Regions from separate parts of the Larimichthys crocea genome. Here region 1 is linked to region 2. The links are chromatin contacts, called in public Hi-C maps. All regions are on one chromosome and are shown on one strand. Each heading gives the region's core, a stretch centred on a gene start, on an enhancer-like site or on the middle of the called end of the contact. The rest is flanking DNA. Distances are from core to core; before and after follow the strand shown. Region 1 holds the start of abcb6a (ATP binding cassette subfamily B member 6 (LAN blood group) a). Region 2 holds the start of LOC104926637 (zona pellucida sperm-binding protein 3).

Region 1 (4,294 bases), core at 564-3,063, 280 kb before region 2:
TTGTTTGCTCGATGTTTAGCTGCTTTAGACTGAAAATGTGTCACTGCAAATTACGAAACAACTTCCTTAAATTAAGGACGGATCAAATGACAACACCTTAAAAACTCACAAGTCATGCTTGCATTTCCATAATCAGAGAGTTGAGCTACTGCAAGTGAGTCAGTGTAGGAGGGGCGAGATTATGTCTCTTTTGATTGGTTACCAGTGAGGATCTGAACGTCAGACCGGCAATGACTCAGCAAAAAAAAAAAGAAAAAGTCTTGAGCTCACTAAGAAGCCAGGCTGAACACACACACACACAAAGACACACCCGTCTTTAACAAATAACCTTTGGCCATTAGACTTTTATATTTATAGCACACATCACTGTTATAAAACATTGTTAGGAATGATCTGCATATTAAGGGAACTTGCTATCAGCACGTTCTTGGATAAACATCAGAGAAATAAACTTCAGTCCTCGGTAGATAGGAATGAAGAAAAACGGTGTAACTCGAGCTCAAAATAACAGAGAAACAATGCAGTATAAAGGCCGAGCCCAGCCTGAAAACTGCCCAAAAAGAGAGACAAAACAATATGATATTGATATATGATATTCAATCTTCCCTCACCTGTTGATGACCGTTCTCCAAGCCCCACCACCAGTGAGGGCTATACCAGGAGATGAAGGCCAAGTTCTCAGCTGAGAAAGCCAGGGCCCAGAACAGCAGCAGTGCCGCGCTGTGGCCCCTCGTCCGGTCCATCACCAGGACCCGACGCCTCTCCACCCTGAGCAGGGCTATAGCCCACACCCAGGCCAGTGCAGAGAAGAGGCCGTACAACACCACATAGCCCGGGAGCTCCCCTCCACCAGCAGCTCGCCACGCCATCCCACCAAGAAACTGGACCAGGAGAAGGACGGAGACGACCAGCTGGAAGCCGTAGAGGCACGAGCGCGGGATGAACTTGGGCTCCATCGCCGTGCCGTATTTCTTGTAGAACATGCAGTGGAGGGTGCCGAGGAAGAAGGCGACGGTGAGGAGGACGGCGGGGACGAGTGTGAAGTAGAAGCAGGGGGCAATGCCTTCATCCACCCAGGTGTGGGAGATGGAGGAGTTGGCTTCGCAGTAGCTGTGCATGAACAGCATGGCTGCAGCTATAAGGAGAGAGGAGGGCAGAAAATCATTAGAAACACAGCACAACAATAGATGCAAGAGTGTGGAGTCTCTGCACAAAGCTTTGCTCTGCTATATTAGGCTGTGAACTTCAGTGACATCTTTACTGCACCTGCTTGCAGACGGTGATGCTGAAATAAACAAGGTTTATGCAGCAGGTTGCTTCATGTGCATGGAGGTGTATAGACTGTAAAAACTGGATCTAAACAGTGAGAATAAATAACTCACATGCACAGTGAATGTTTGAGACACAGTATAAAGCATAAACTGTTAGTATACACACTCCAACATAAGTCACCTAACAGAAAACAGTAAGAAAAGCGGAATTTAACACTGTTAACTTGTATTTCAGTGTTCAATAATACAGTGTTACATTACCTTTGTTGTTTTTTTGCCCGGTCAGTGACAGAGGTTACTCCAGAGAAGCTAGCAGCTCCACAACAACAACAACAACAACAACAACAACACTGAGCTGTTTTAGCTTGAGTCGTCTAACACATAACGTTAACCTAAATAGTTACAACAACATAACGTGACACAGCACTGTCTGCGTGCACTCATGCTGTTGTCCTTGCTCCGTGCGTGTTAGAGGAGACCATTCAGAAAACAAGCCTATCCATGACTCGGCAATCGACGGGTTGACTGCATTAGTGAGTAGTGATGTGTCGTTCGCGAACGATCCGGTTCAAAGAGCCGGCTCTTTTAAGTGAAAGACGGGAGCCGGCTCCTCCACTGACCAAAGTGCTTTACAATGTCAAGTAAAATAAAATATAATAACATTTAAAAATATAAAATAATAATAACGTGCAATAATTATTAATTAAACCAATTAATAATAAAATGTGAGGAGCCGTTTGGGAGCCAAAAGAACCGGCTCACCAAAAAGAGCCGAAATTCCCATCACTATTAGTGATGTGTCGTTGGCGGACGAGCCGGATCTAAGAGCCGAGTCTTTGTAGCGAATGACAAGAGCCGACTCCCGTCGGTCCTGAATTCATGCAGACGGGCGGACGGGACTTTATTTTGACGAGAGAGACGTGAAGAAAAAGTGAAGACATGAGTGAAAACTGAAACAGAAGAAGCATCTGGCTGCATTTCAATGATATTTTAGACTGCAAGTGAGTGCAGAGTTTGTAAAAGGGTCAACAACGAAACCTGCATAGACAAAAAGAAAATACAAAAAAGAAAAACAATAAGCATTTTAAATTCTAAATGAAAAATAACCATTCATAATTGATCAATTAGGCTAATATAGAAGGCCAGAAGAGCCATTTGAGAGTCGGCTCTTTTGAATGAAGCCGAAAAAGTCGAATCATTGAAAAGAGCTGAACTTCCCACCACCACAAGACCGCATGGTCTGGGAGTCAGCGCCCCCCAGAGGGCGACAGCGGGAATAACCAGAGACGCTCAATAACAGAAATGTGTTTAAGTTCTTGATAAATCATCTTTGGTGGAAACCTCACTGATAATTAAGCACTAGTAGAGCTGTGCCGCCAAATCTCGCGAGAGCCTGTGCTGCTGACACTGAGACAGGTCTCAAAAGTTAATTTTTTTTTCTTATTTACCTGTCTGGAAAACATCTTTTTAGTATCGTGGGATTTTATTTAGGTCTAATTAGCAAGTTATTACAAGCAAAATGTACAGGGCTCAAAAGTAAGACTACCTTTACTTTCTTTGTTCACAGCTTTATAGTCATTAAATAAAATATTATTATATATTATATATGTTATTTGAATATATTTACCGATGCATTAACATGATAGTGGCATTTCAATGTTGTTGAAGTAGTTTCCCTCATATCCCCAGTGCAAAACGAGGCAATACACATTAAATTTCACATATATACAAGTGTAAAGAAATATAAAAAAATATAGCAAATATAAAAGATATGAACAGTTTAAAGTAACATAAAATAGCAAATGACAAGTATCTCAAAACTGTGAGTGCAGTGCTTGAGCAAATTTGAGTCAAGTAACAGTTCAATGAAACCACAAGGTCCAGTAACGTTTTATAGTGCTAACATTATTAAAATAAAATCTAATTTCTGTCATCTACAACAGCTTGTCTTGAATGAAATTGTGAAAAAATAGAGCTTGCAATGTTACAAGATGATCAGTAGATGGCACTAAATACTAAGATATAATAATCATGTAAAAGCAAAGCACACAGCAAAACCATGTGAGCACAGTAGTTATTAAAACTGCCACAACCATACACATACACATACACAGGAGGTAGGTGAGGAAAAATAGTCCTTCAGATGGAACATAATGACACTGTGATATAATGTCATGATATTAATTGCTAACGGATTCTAATCTTACCATATTAACGCCAGTGAATGAGTGATTAATAGCAACATAACCCAAGTGTGCCTCCTCCTCTGAAAAGAATAATTTTCAAGTCAAATTAACATAAAAAGAACATCGTCTTCCAGTGATGAGGGAGGGCTTAAGCTAAGGGCTTTCCCATCAACACTGTAAATTCAGGGCTTCAGTACAAAGACAGGAAGTGAGTCAAAAGCCAGCTGTCGCATCTCTCCTTCCTATGAGGATGAATAGAAAGACTCCTCGTGTGTATGTACCTGCATGTGAAAGAAGAAAAATGGGAAGCGTATCCTGCATGAGAAACAAACAAAAAAAGAAGCGAAAGAGCTTGTGATGTCTTGTGTGAGCACACACACACGCACACTCACACAGGACAGAAGCTGGGATGGGAAAGGGGGCTAAATCTTATCATTTAGAGCCTTCACAATGGGCATAAAGAGCTGCTAATCTGCTTCATCTCCCCGGCTCTTTTGTGTGAGTGGAAATGGACCTTCTGTCCATCGGCTGCTTGTCACCCCAGCTCTTTTGTCTCCCGGTGGATGTGATGGCCTGCCCATCACAACCCTCATCTCTCTCCCCTTTTGTAGGCGTCCCTACCTCGGCGTACAGACTCAGCTGGAGCCTTATAAGTCCTTTAGGTGGGTCTTTTCTTGTATTCAATCCCACCTTTTCTTTCATTCTCGTTTGTGCTTCTTTGTTCGCTCGAGGCTGCCTGACACACGGATGGTAGCGGGCAGGGATAAAAACGGATGTGTATGCCAATCTAATCCCTTGATTTACTGAGCAAAGAATATTGGTGGTGTTAGGAATGCT
Region 2 (4,235 bases), core at 1,347-3,846:
TGTTGGAAATGGCCGCCATGAATCCAAGCCCAGCGTGCTGTTATTTCATGTCGCTCCCACTGGGACGGGCCTGAGCACCAGCCGGGCTGCTGTGTGTTATCCCTCACCCCGAGGTTCACTCACCCCAACCATATTTTTTCTTCTCTCCCTTCCTTTGTTTTCACTTTTCTCTCCTCAAACCGTGACTCGCTCTCTCTTTTCTCACACTCACATTTATTCTCTTGCTCCCTCTTTGCTCCCATATTTCATCTCTCCCCTCTCCTCTTGACAGAACCACACATTTGCTCCCTTTAGGACACTTTTAAAGCAGCGGCACCCGTAACCGAACGCCAAGCGCCTGAAAACACACGCCAACACACATGTTGGAAGGCAAAAAAACCCTCCCCTCAGAAATATCCTGCCTGTCCCACGCAAATCTATTCGCTGACAGAACGCAATAGAAATCCGCTGCTCGCCCACCACAACAGCAGGCTATAACTAATCCATCTCCCACTACATGCTTTTAATGAGCCTCCATAACCGTTATCCGTATGGCGCAGTGCAGCGCGGGGCCAAATCGAGCTGTTTCTATGACTTTGTGCTGTCAGCGAAAACGTGACGAGCGTGTGAGTGTGTGTGTGTGTTACTGTCACCGAGCATCTGCGTCGTCGGTGAGCCATCCTGGTTGACGATTTTCCATCTGCTGGATGGATGTGTGTGTGTGTTTGTTTATTGTCTAAACAGAGGTCTGTCCTATTTACCTGCATCATCCAAGCCCAAGAGTCTCAAAATGCAGCAGGATTATTGGAAACAGAAGCTGATGGGTGTGGTGGCATTGTGTGTGTGTGTAGCTGCCAGGCCCCCTTTCAGAAGTACCCGAGGGGGTCACATTAGGGCCCTCCGGGGGCCAAATTAGAGACAGCTAACCAAGTTAGAGATAGGCAGCAGTGGGGGCTTGACTGGCAGGGGTGGACTGATTTCACTCCAACCCCCTGAACTAACACACACACACACACAGCTCCTCTCTTTGTTTTGCCACTGATCAGCAGAAGATAAAAGCCAGTTCCTGACAATAGCAGCCCCCTCTGTTGGGGAGTCTGCAGGGAGATCCTGACAGAGAGGAAGAGCTATAATGTATTCCTGTAGGTCAGCCTGGATTAGTACGTCTGTATCAAGGGGGAAGTGATTTAAACTCATTTTGCCTTTAGAACAGGAGTTTCTTTAAGTGAAATCTCATTACGGGCTTGATCCATGTGTTCTTACCGGAAAAAAGCTCCAGAATTGTGGCTGCCGATGATGAGAAGGGGGTATATTTACAGTATGTGTACCAACAACAACGGATCATAAATGGTAATACGATTAATTAAATGTAAACTGATCCTAAAAGGAAAAAAAGTCACCATGATTGTATTAGAGTTAGGTAGGAAAGTTGGTCGTTGCATGCTGGTAGCTCTTTTCCTTTATGCAGCTCTGTTTTAAATGCAAATATTTATTAAAATCTATCTAGATCTGGGCTTTTATTTTCTTTTCCTTTTTTGCATTTTTACTTACAGGAAAGAAAGGATGACGTGCAGCAAACAGACTCAAACTCTCGTGATGAGCTACTGGTGCACTCCGATCCTGAAGTCTTTTCATGGGAATTGTTGACAAATGGGGTAAAATACATAAGCTTTATTCTTAAAATATTGGCTATTTCACCTAAATGCAGGTTATACAGTAAGTGTGGGTGGTTGTACATCTTTCCAATGCAAGGCAATACATTTGTTGACTCCGATCTCACATCTGAGTTTGTTTTTAGTGACTTCTATCATAAATATGTCACCCATATTGGGCATGGTTATTCCTGTAACGTCCTTAAAACACAGTGAGCACTGAGGTCCAACATGTCCGCAGAACATATGTTTTAACGTTCCCGTTCCACTTTTACGTCTTGGGCTTTAAGTGGAATTTTGTGGCGTTTAAGAGGTTAAACAGGCCGCTGCCACGACTGAATGTCTCACCTGTGCAAGATTTATAACAGCTCCGTCTGATTGACACGCTGCTGGCTCAGGTTCAAGAACACGCCCCCCTCCCACCCTACCCTGCTTCCTGTCACATGTCACGCACACACACACACATACATTTGTCGGCGGTGACATTTGTGAGGATGATCATAAATCGCAGTTTTTTTATGGGAGACTCTGCTGAACTCTGCAGACTACTGACCGCCGTCGCCTTGACATTCAAGACCAAAACCCAACTCCCTGAAAGCGTTGATTGATTTGCCTCATGGGGGCAGTGAAAGCCACTCACTGTTATGGTCAGGCTTGTTTCTGTTTATAAAAGTCTTTGTTCATTAGCATCATGACAAGTGGAGATTTGGCAGGCGGCTTTAAAGCATTTAAAGAATTCCCAATATCTTAACTCTGCCGTGAAACCTACACACAATTATTTAAATTGAACGATTACTTTTTTTCTTTTCTTTTTGGCATAAAGGCAGTGTTGAAGCTCACTAAACAGCTTGTAAATTTCACCTGCACAGCCAAGCAGCTATCATCCAATCTTCAGCTCTATTTAGTGAAAAGAAAGAGAGGAAAGGAAAGCTTCAAAGCTTGAATCCTCCAGGCTGGAATCCAATCAAGTCATTAGGAGAAGGTGGGGCCTGAGCCAAGTTCCCATAACTTAGTTCTGGTTGAAAGCCAAAAGCAGCAGTACTCTCTGAAAACACCAAAAACTCAGGTTTTTGTGTGATACGTTGTGATGGGGTTCAGAGAGGTGCTTTTGTTAGGGTTTGTGCTGCTCCTCTCAAGTGGAAATCTCCGTGCTGACACACAAAACTTGGGTAACTTTAGCGAGAATGAGACTTGGAAGCAAATCCCAATAACAACAAGATTGCCACAGACAAGAGATCATCATCCAAACAGCACTGAGTACAGTAATCACCCCAGATCTCCTGTCACCTACCGGCTCAAGATCTACCAGCTCAGGGATCCGGCTGTCAGCGAACAAAATCCGCTCCGGGCTCTTATGGAGCAGTTGCAAACTCCTCAAAACCTACATGGATCAGAGCAGCTGGAGCCGATGGAGACTTCAGCAGTTCCACCTCAGCAGTTGTTAGTACCAGGCCCAGATCTGAACCCACCTATCAAGCGGGAATCAAAGGTACTTTTCTTTTGTTTTTTTGACTTCCACACAGCTTTGTTGATCTTCAGTCTAATTAAATCTGGATGATTGTAGGTGCAGGTGAAGTTTGAGCAGTGGGTGCCTGTGACGGCCGGGAGCGTGGCAGCGCATTGCGGTGAAGGAAAGGTCACCGTAGAGGTCCAGCAGAACTTCTTGGGTAATGGCTGATGGTTACTTGTTTTGAATTGATCCACTGTTGGTGGTGTTGCGGGGGAAGATTGTCCATTTTGGTCCCACTTAACATGCTTTCTGCTCTGATGTCCGAAAACAAAAAGGGTCAGGTTAGAGACCCAAATTGGAAAATTGAATGGAACGGTGAAGATGGGACACTCAGTGCTGATTACTGCAAATGGCAGAGACTATGGACTCGGCGATCAATATTATGTTTCCTCTTATTTCTTCACTCTGAAGAAGGAGAATTGTGCATGGCCCGGTTCGGTGCTCAAATGCTGACTTCACAGCGATGCATTAAGAAACCTTTTTATTTGTCCTGTGGCTGAACCTCCACTTGCTGTGAGTGTTATTGACTAGACAAGGAAAAGAAATGGCCTCGGGTAATGGTCCTTATTTAAGCTGCAGCCTTTTCCTCTTTTGTTCTTAGGGAACGGTCAGTTGATCCGTCCAAGTGATCTGACCTTAGGAGGCTGCGCCGCACTCCACACCGCTGACCACATCCTGCACTTCCAGACGGAGTTACAGGGCTGTGGCAGCACAATGACGGTGTGTGTGGCTTTCTGACTTCCTTCTTCTTCCATCTTGTGTGTTTTTTTTGAAAATCGCCCTGACTGCTTGGTGTTTTTCTTCAGATGACCGAAGAAGCCCTCATCTACTCCTTTTCTCTGATGTACTCCCCAACGCCCATTGGCAACACCGTCATTTTAAAGACCAACCCTGCTGAGGTGGTAATTGAATGCCACTATCGAAGGTAAAGCCCCCCTCAGCCTGCCAAGTCCAATTCTAGCCCCGCTGTTAGTGGAGATTATTCAGCTTATCTGCAGCTTTTCAAAGTACTGAATTTGGTTTCCTCCAAAAACAAACAGCCATAAAAGGTACTAAGAAGCCACATTATGAACCAACATCTTCATGTTTTTCTT

Evidence for each region. Hi-C and Micro-C count contacts between places; a contact is called where the count stands out from the background.
Region 1: a contact with region 2 is called in a Hi-C map of muscle, with 4 times the contacts expected there. The contact joins the promoter of abcb6a here to the promoter of LOC104926637 in region 2. A contact is called at or near these places in 4 of 7 Hi-C or Micro-C datasets (all in muscle).

The regions. Positions count from the first base shown.
Region 1 is chrXIX:6,221,279-6,225,572 of L_crocea_2.0, reverse strand. It overlaps abcb6a (ATP binding cassette subfamily B member 6 (LAN blood group) a), which reads right to left and starts at 1,813. Exons shown (of 20, transcript XM_010750226.3): 1 at 1,533-1,813; 2 at 612-1,135. The coding sequence starts at 1,127.
Region 2 is chrXIX:5,940,040-5,944,274 of L_crocea_2.0, reverse strand. It overlaps LOC104926637 (zona pellucida sperm-binding protein 3), which reads left to right and starts at 2,596. Exons shown (of 11, transcript XM_010740541.3): 1 at 2,596-3,120; 2 at 3,196-3,298; 3 at 3,743-3,861; 4 at 3,948-4,066. The coding sequence starts at 2,719.